2 separate regions of the Hordeum vulgare genome follow, and region 2 is linked to region 1. The links are chromatin contacts, called in public Hi-C maps. All regions are on one chromosome and are shown on one strand. Each heading gives the region's core, a stretch centred on a gene start, on an enhancer-like site or on the middle of the called end of the contact. The rest is flanking DNA. Distances are from core to core; before and after follow the strand shown. Region 1 holds the start of LOC123424921 (ankyrin repeat domain-containing protein 2A). Region 2 holds the start of LOC123424922 (ferredoxin-dependent glutamate synthase, chloroplastic).

The links. A called contact is a pair of places that touch in the nucleus more often than the background predicts.
Region 2: a contact with region 1 is called in a Hi-C map of leaf, with 4 times the contacts expected there. The contact joins the promoter of LOC123424922 here to the promoter of LOC123424921 in region 1. A contact is called at or near these places in 5 of 6 Hi-C or Micro-C datasets (leaf and seedling) and 1 of 1 datasets of contacts at active chromatin or transcription factors (embryo).

The regions. Positions count from the first base shown.
Region 1 is chr2H:56,565,564-56,569,831 of MorexV3_pseudomolecules_assembly, forward strand. It overlaps LOC123424921 (ankyrin repeat domain-containing protein 2A), which reads right to left and starts at 2,351. Exons shown (of 6, transcript XM_045108605.1): 1 at 2,156-2,351; 2 at 1,921-2,008; 3 at 1,336-1,400. The coding sequence starts at 2,221.
Region 2 is chr2H:56,817,910-56,822,177 of MorexV3_pseudomolecules_assembly, forward strand. LOC123424922 (ferredoxin-dependent glutamate synthase, chloroplastic) reads left to right here and starts at 2,574. Exons shown (of 33, transcript XM_045108608.1): 1 at 2,574-3,029; 2 at 3,731-4,043. The coding sequence starts at 2,808.

The DNA.
Region 1 (4,268 bases), core at 1,101-3,600:
CTCGACGAGATCGTCTATAGCGCCCAACCCGCCAGCTTCATCGACACGAACCACCTGTCTGCAAACTCCAGCGCCACCACTACGGCCTCAAGCAGACACCTCGAGCGTGGTTTGCTCACTTCACCACGCATCTCCTCATGCTCGGCTTCACCGCCTCTAGGAGCGACAACTCGCTCTTCAGCCTCCATCATGACTCGTCCACCGCCTATCTTCTGCTATACGTGGATGGCATAATCCTAATGACAAGATCCTTTAGCCTACCGCACTCCGTCATCGCGTCGCTCCATCCCGAATTAGCCATGACTGACCTCAGCGACCTACACCACTTCCTTGGCGTGAACGCCCAACGCTTGGGTGCCAGCCAATTTCTCTCACAGCATTAGAGTGCGCTTGAGATATTGGGTCACGCCGGCATGCTCAACTATCGGCCCATATCAACCCCTCTCGACACCCGCGCGAAACTCTCCTCCACCGACGACAAGCTTGTCACTGATGGTTCCACTACCGCAGCCTCGCCGGTGCATTGCAGTATCCGACAGTCATGCGCCCCGACATCGCTCATGCCGTCCAACAAGCTTGCCTCTTTATGCATGATCCCCGTGAGCCGCATCTTCAGCTTGTCAAAATGGATCCGACGCTATGTGCAAAGTACGACTCATCTTGGTCTTCGCATCCACAACGCCGCTTCATCCCATGACCTAGTGGCTAACTCTGCCAAGGATTGGGCCGATTGCTCGGACACGAGGCCCTCCACCTATGGCTTCTGTATGTATGTTCATCGAACCAAACATGGTGTCCTAGTCCTGTAAGGGCGAGAACATTGTGGCAGGTTCTAGTGTAGAAGCAAAATCTTGCTGGCTCCATCAACGTCTCACCGAGCTCCATCAAGCCACCCTTGTGTTCCACGACAATGTCAACGCAATGTACCTCTCCTGGTTCAACACCAACGCACTAAGCATGTCAAGATCAACATACCTTGTTCGCCAACGTGTCAGCATGTACTAACTTCTTCCTAATTCGCGGGCATCTTCACAAAAGGCTTACCGAGGACCGTCTTCAACGACTTACGTTCTTTCATATCCCATTTTGACTGCGCAATGGGGGAGGGGACAAGTCAGCTGCCACGTCTACAGCACCACCCGAGCGTCCGCTTCCGGTGTCACGCACGAAGCATGCGCTCATGTTTGTATTGTGGATTCTGTTGTAACAACCTAGCTGCCGTTGTGTGCTTCGGCGTGCATATATTTAACACTGAACTGTGAATAGAAACTACGGTGAAATCTACTCTGCAACTCAATAATATAAACAGACATAAAAGAGCAGTAGCTTTCTTACCGCACCATTTTGAATCAAGTACTCCACCACAGCAAGATGCCCATTGGCAGAAGCCATATGAAGAGCTGACAGTGATGAGGAAATGGTCAGGTACCTCACTAATTAGTCTAGGAGATCAATCTAAAATGAAAGCAGTCTACAAGAATGTTTGGTTGAATTATCAAAGTTAGTCACTGAACTTCGAATTAATTTGAAAGGGCTCGGTTTTCAGAGAATTTATATAGTTAAGTTATGGTGTGCAGCTTGCACATGGTGGCTTAATAAGAACAACATGGAAAATATATGACAGTACTTCATTTGTAAGAAACTTACAAGAGAAATTAAAAGACTATATGGCACGCAGATTCATTAAACATCGGGCTTCTGTTGAACCACTCAAATTCAAGCCAAAGACACCATATAATCTACCAATATAAGAGTATACTATTGTGTTCAGAACTTCGTATGGCACGCAGCGTGATATATACGGAGGGAGTACATGACAGCTTCTACACCACACTGACATAATAACATAAGAAAAGCATCTGAACAGAAAACTAAGAGCAACCGAGACAGTAAAACTTGAACAAGGGGAATCGAACCAACCCGTCCGGCCTTGCGAATCTGCGGAGTCCAGGGGAACACCGGCGGAGAAGAGGGCGACGACGTCTTCCAGCTCGTCGTACCTCGCGGACTGGCAGAGCAGCACAATCAAGACACACCACTCCCGTCAGTTAATCGCACAAACAGTACACCCCGATGACGAAAAAAATAGAGAGTACGAACAAGGGAAGTAGAACCCGGGGAGATGAGGTGGTGTGCGGGGAGGTTTGGGGCTTACGTCGATAAGATCCTGGGCCTGCTCGGCGGTGGCGGCGGGGGTTGGCTGCGCAGATTCGACGCCCATCGCTGAGCACGAGAGCAAGCTAGGTCGGCTGGGAGGAAGAGGGAAGTTGGAGTCGCGGTGCCGCCGGCTGCGCTTGATGCTGCTACGGTTTCCCTGCGTACGGCGGCGGCGGCGGGTTGCCAGGGCAACCCCTCAGCACAAGTTGGCGTGTGTGGGCTTCTTCTCGGCTTATGGGCTTTCTTCGTCAGTTATTAGTTTCTATTTTTTTGGCCCGCGCTCCTTCGGGAGCCTGCGAGGGAGCACTTTCGTGCGCAGTTACTTCAAGCTTTCTTAGGATCTATTTAGAACCACCCAGATTATATAATCCAGTTTTTTAATCTATTTTGTTTCCAAACAGGACAGCTTATGGTGTAGATTATAAAAACTAGATGAATAAATTATTAAAAACTCGTAATCTATTCTATATCAGCTAAAACTAGATGAATGGATTGCTAATGACCCATTACCCTTTTAAAGTTTGAGACAATTACATACCTACCACCGCCACCCTCCTCTTTAAAAAAACAGAGGACAGACAGGTCATTATGCAATGTAAAACCTGGATTACAGTTTATATAATCTGGCCTTCAAACATGGTCACCTAGATTATTTTTATAAACCAGATTATATAATCTATCTTCATAATCCAGATTATCATAATTTATTATGGTTCCAAACATGGCCTTAGCCATCATCACGTATCATGCTTTGAACGCTTCTTCCGAATTTTATTATTTTTATTTCTTTACAAGCCTTTTTAGGATATATTTTTCTCATTTTTGGTGTTTTGATTTTTCAACTGACTTTCTTAGCTTTTTAACAAAAATAATTAAAAAAATCACAAAAAACGAATTTTTTTGTTTTTTTTGACATGCATGGTTTTGACTTCGCGAGCCATGCCTCTCGAAAATGAAAAAAATGCATTCTTTTACGATAGGCACGGTTTTGCTTCGGTGAGAGGCACGATTTCTGTGCCTTTCGAAAAGGAAAAACACGTTTTCTATTTTTTTTTCCTCAGAGACATGGTTTTGCTTCTACGAGAGACACAATTTTGCCTATGTAAGAGGCACGTCTGTGCCTATCGGAAAGGGAAAAACAGGTTTTGTTTGCGGGCGACACGATTTCTCTTCCATGAGAGTCACGATTTTGCCTATGTTAGAGGCACGGTCGTGCCTCTAGTAAAGGAAAAAAATATGAAAAAATGTGTTTTCTATTATTTTTTGTTGCGAGAGGTACTTTTTTAATCCGTTTTTTTAAGAAAAAAAAGTTCGTCAAAACCTATCAAAATCAAATCTAGTTTTAAAGATCTCGGCGCCAAAAATCCAACGGTCAAAACGGTTCGAAATTTGGATGCATGATGTAGTAGATAAAACATTTTGAAATACGAATCTAGGAAAAAAAGGAAAACACCCAGTTATGACAAGTGGCATGCATGCAGTGCGCTACTTGTCGCAACCTGGAGGTGGGAGTGATCCCTAATTAGTGATTTCGCCTATGCGCCGCTCATTACGGTGAACTGTCAAGTGTACGAACAGGGGGTCACTCGATTGGCCCGGCCTATTTTTTTTCTTAAGAATCTAATTTTTTATATTTTTTCTGTTCCTTTTCCCTTTTCTGTTTACTTCCTTTATTTTTTTTTGGTTGGTTTTTTCTTTCCTTTTTTAATTTTCTTTTCGAATATGAAGCAAAAACATTTTCCGGTTTCGAAGAATATTTTTTGAAAATCTAGAACAATTTTTTAGTTTATGAACAACGTTTTAAAATGGCAATTTTAATAATCTGGAACATTTTTGAAGAGAAAGAACATTTTTCTAAATTTAAGAAAGAAATTGCAAAGAGAAACTTAGTTTAAAAATTCAACAATTTTCTTTATATTTCATGTTTTTTGAAAAATCGAATATTTTTTGAAAAATTTCAAATATTTTTTGAAAATCCAGAACAATTTTTGAAGTTATTTAAAAAGACAGCAAGTACTTAAAATTTGGAACAATTTTTAAAAAAGCAAAGACATTTTTTGAATTTGAAGAACAATTTTTGAAAATCCAGAATATTTCTTGAATTTATGGAA
Region 2 (4,268 bases), core at 1,324-3,823, 250 kb after region 1:
CTTATATCTTATCTTCTCTTTTCATAAAGATGATGTGTGAAGGTAAACATGGATGCTCACATAATCTTCTTCTCTAAGTCATGCTTGCAATAGTCTCAACTCTCACATGACCAATCTTTGGATAGCTCCTTGAATAACACCTTGGTCAACACATAATCTTCTTCTTATAACCTTGAAACCAACTAATGGTCTTCAAGCAATGCTTATGTACAAGCCCTTCAAATACAACTCAAGGCAACCATTAGTCCATAGGGATTGTCATCAGTTACCAAAACCAAACATGAGGGCGCCATCTCTTTCAGTTGGCATGGTGGCAATAGAACGTATACAGAGTTTTGTTAGAAGCTGATGCAACAAGTATGTATCAGTTTCATATTCCTTTGGATTGAACTGCTAGCCTGCCGAGATGCTTTGTCGCTAGCTATTGACAGTGATGTTCCAAGAGGTGATCATCGAAATGGATTGTCAGTACGTGGTGAAGCTTTGGTAATACGTGATCGATAACTTTGCAGGATACCATATATTTAGAAAGATGAGATCTCTTCTCTAGACATTCCAGGGGTTCAAGCTTCAGTTCACTAGGAGGTGCGCTAATGCAACTACTCATGTTGCGGCAAAAGAGGATGTTGTTCATGGTCCTAGTACTTGTGATTTTCTTGTAATCCCCGATCATCTGATTGTTCATGTTCAATCGGATATGAATTCTCCTGTTATTGAATAAAGTGCCTAGAGGGCAAATTCTCAATAAAGGGAACACTAATTGTGTATTTTTTGAAACTACCAAATTTGTTCCATCACTCACCATCTACTTTGGTTGGGGAGATTTTTGAGCTGGTCCCTTTAAACCGAAAGGGTGTGAGTAGCTTGTTTAAACTTCTGTTATAATAATTAGACATCAGGAGTACATCCAGTATCTTCCTCATCCCCTATCAATGTTCAAATATTGCCCCTGGTTGAATGGCAAATAGATGATTGTTCCATGCATGTCAATTCATCCTCTCAAATGGAAGAAACAGCTAATGACATGTCTGAGACATCAAGCTAGTTCACCAATACTTATATTGGATGGATCTTATAGTGTAGTAGATGGCTCATACGGTGCTAGTATGATTTCCAGGAATGAGATCGACACATTGTATCCACAACATGTAGATGCTTATTCCTCTTCTCCCGAGCACTTTGTGATAGGAATAAGTGTGACTATGGAGGGCATTGCCTTGGCCATGTAGTGGAATAATTTGCAAATCATCATTCATACATACTGCCCTACAAAAAATCAACTCCATATCATGCAATATAAAATAAAAGGGCGCATTTCGTCAACCTTCTCGATGGAATTAGACATATTACGGTATTCATGTGCTCGCTTTTCCAAAAGACCGGTAGAGAGCAAAACATGGCTGCAATTGCTTTAGAGAACGTGCAAGATTTGGACATAGGGGCCGAACTTGTTTCACATCCAGTATTAGCTGATCCAACACTCTACTAGAGTAATAAAATCTCGCATTTCCATAGATAGGCCCAAAGCTTAGCGAAGGTCCCGTTTTTCATGTTTAATGTGTATGCATGTGATGGTTGGTGTGGGTTAAATTTGACCGTCACAAATAATTCATATGATGTGACGCTCACACATGCACAATTTTCATTTGATTCCTAAAATCAAATCATAACACATTTACATACACATTCGTTAGAAACACAATAAAGGCAAACAAATCATAACATGTCTATCCGTAATAAAATCTTAGCATATTTACATATAATAAATTAATACTTTCTCTGTATCTAAATAATTGTAGTCGAGGAGAACTAGTTTATTTTTTTAACTACTACTCCCTCTGTCTAGAAATACTTGTCATGAAAATGAATGTATCTAGATGCATTCTAGTTTTAAATACATTATATTTTATCTATTTATGCGACATGTAATTCCGAACGAAGGGGTATTATTCATGGACAGAGGGAGTATAATAAATAAACAAAAACATAACACACATTCAAGTACGCGTCCCTTAAAAACACTGGCAAATGCATTCCTCATCCAACCGCCCAAAAATAACCAAACAAAGTGGCCCAACACAGAACACGCCGTGGCCCCGTCCACAGTACTTCGTGTCATTCTTGGATCTCCCATGACGAGCAACACATGAACCACGCTGCGGTCCACCGCCCCCATCCGTCTCCCCAATAATCACCCCTCTACAAAACGTCAAAACCCCTAAACCCCGGTCCAAAATCCCAGCCACCTCCCCTCCCCCCATCCAGAGGCCCCACCAAAAGCCGCCGCAAGCCCCACCCCGGTTTTAAAAACCACACAAACCCAACCGCGGCCACCCCCCTCCTCGCCCTCCCGTTCGCCCAGCGGCCCCTTTCCTGATCCATCCGCCCGGTCGCGGTTCCCTGCGCCTGCCCGTCGCTCGCCTCTCCGTGCGCCCGAGAGGCGCAGCAGCAAGCAAGCCGGCCCGCGCTCGCTCGTCGCCGTCTATAAACTACTCCCCTCCTCTCCTCCCCTCCGCACCACCCCCCATCACCCACCCACCCCTCTCCCCCTCCCCTCCCCTCGCCTCCCCGCGCCCTATCCTCTCCTCTTCCACACGATCCCGGCCTTGTCCGCTTCCGCATTCCCTCCCCACCACGCGAGCGCCGGCCCCTCCTATATCTACCTCGCTGCCGCGCGCCCCCGCAGCCGCGTGTAGTGGTGGTCGCGGTGGTGGTGGTGGTGGTGGTGGTGCTGATATCTAGCTAGAAGTTCCGGTAGGGGGGAACGACGACTCGCTCTCTCGCGTCGCGCGTGACCTGACCGGATCATGGCCGCCACGCTCCCGCGCGCGGTGGCGCCGCCGCCGGCGCTGCTCCCGCTCCCGCGCGCCGCGCCGCTGCTCCTCGCGGGCCGCGCCGCCGCCCGCAGGCTCCGGGCCAGAGGGGCCCGCACGCCCGCGCTCGCGGCCACGCGCCGGAGCTGGGCCGTCTCCGCCCGCGCCGTGCTCGACCTGCCGCGCCGCCGGGCGCCGCAGAAGCCCGTGCAGGAGGTATGTTCGCTTTGCTTCCCCACCCGCCGATCAGGTGCTCGTCTCGCGATTGGGTTTGGTTTCGAGGGTTGGGGTTTTCCTAGGTTCGGATTGCAAGGTGCGGTTATCAGATTGGTTTGTTTATACGAGGTCACGGGTCATGGTCTGTTTTGACGGATCATAGCCTTTTGCGCTGTAATATGTTTCTGATTGCAAAAAAAAAATCGTTGGGAAATTTGGGCGAGACCAGGATTCAGGAGTCAAGCCCAGGTATCTCCTGAGTCCTGACTACTGTATCGGGTGATAAGGTTCTATGTTGACTCCCTAGTTCATTGCATGTGCTAGTATTTTTTGGTACCTAGCTCATGATGATGCACTTGCATACTATCGCTTTTGTTATGTGGTGTTACTTTCACGAGATTTTTAAAGTACATAGTATGGCAAGTGCACAAAACACAGCGAATGCAGGTGCAATAAACAAGTGCGTGCTAATGAAAGGTTAGGTGACAGCTGTGGTGGTAGGTACTAATCACGATCAAGTTCCTGGAGTACGACATTGTGTAATGCATAGGTGGAGAATTTGGAAAGTACTACCAATTCTCCATGACCGTTCTGGAATGTGTTTGAATGGGCTCTGACCTGTGAGCTGTGACAGTCATGAGTAATAAACCATATGTGCTGTTCTTTATATTTGACATTAGGAATTGCTTTTTTTTTTTCAGGCTGCGGATTTGAACGATATCTTAGCAGAACGTGGAGCTTGTGGTGTTGGGTTTGTCGCAAACTTGAGTAATGAGCCTTCGTTCAACGTTGTCCGTGATGCTCTTACAGCTCTTGGGTGCATGGAGCACCGTGGTGGCTGTGGAGCCGACAACGACTCTGGTGACGGGGCAGGATTGATGAGCGGCATACCATGGGACTTGTTTGATGACTGGGCCAGCAAGGAAGGGCTTGCTCCTTTTGAAAGAACACATACAGGTGTAGGCATGGTCTTCCTTCCACAAAACGAGAATTCCATGGAAGAAGCAAAAGCTGGTAATGATTCTGATGCTTTACCACAATACGCCGCCCACATTGTGGATAATTTCTTGTCTTCCTTTTTTGCCGGGATTTTGTCTTTAAAGTGCGACACTTCCTAGTTTTATATGGTCCGAGATTTCTGCTTGGCGATGCATGTCCTAGTAAATCTGAGTCCGATCTCTTCGGACTCGTAATGCTGCCATACTTTGGTTGCAATGCCATCGTGGTGCTTGAAACCTA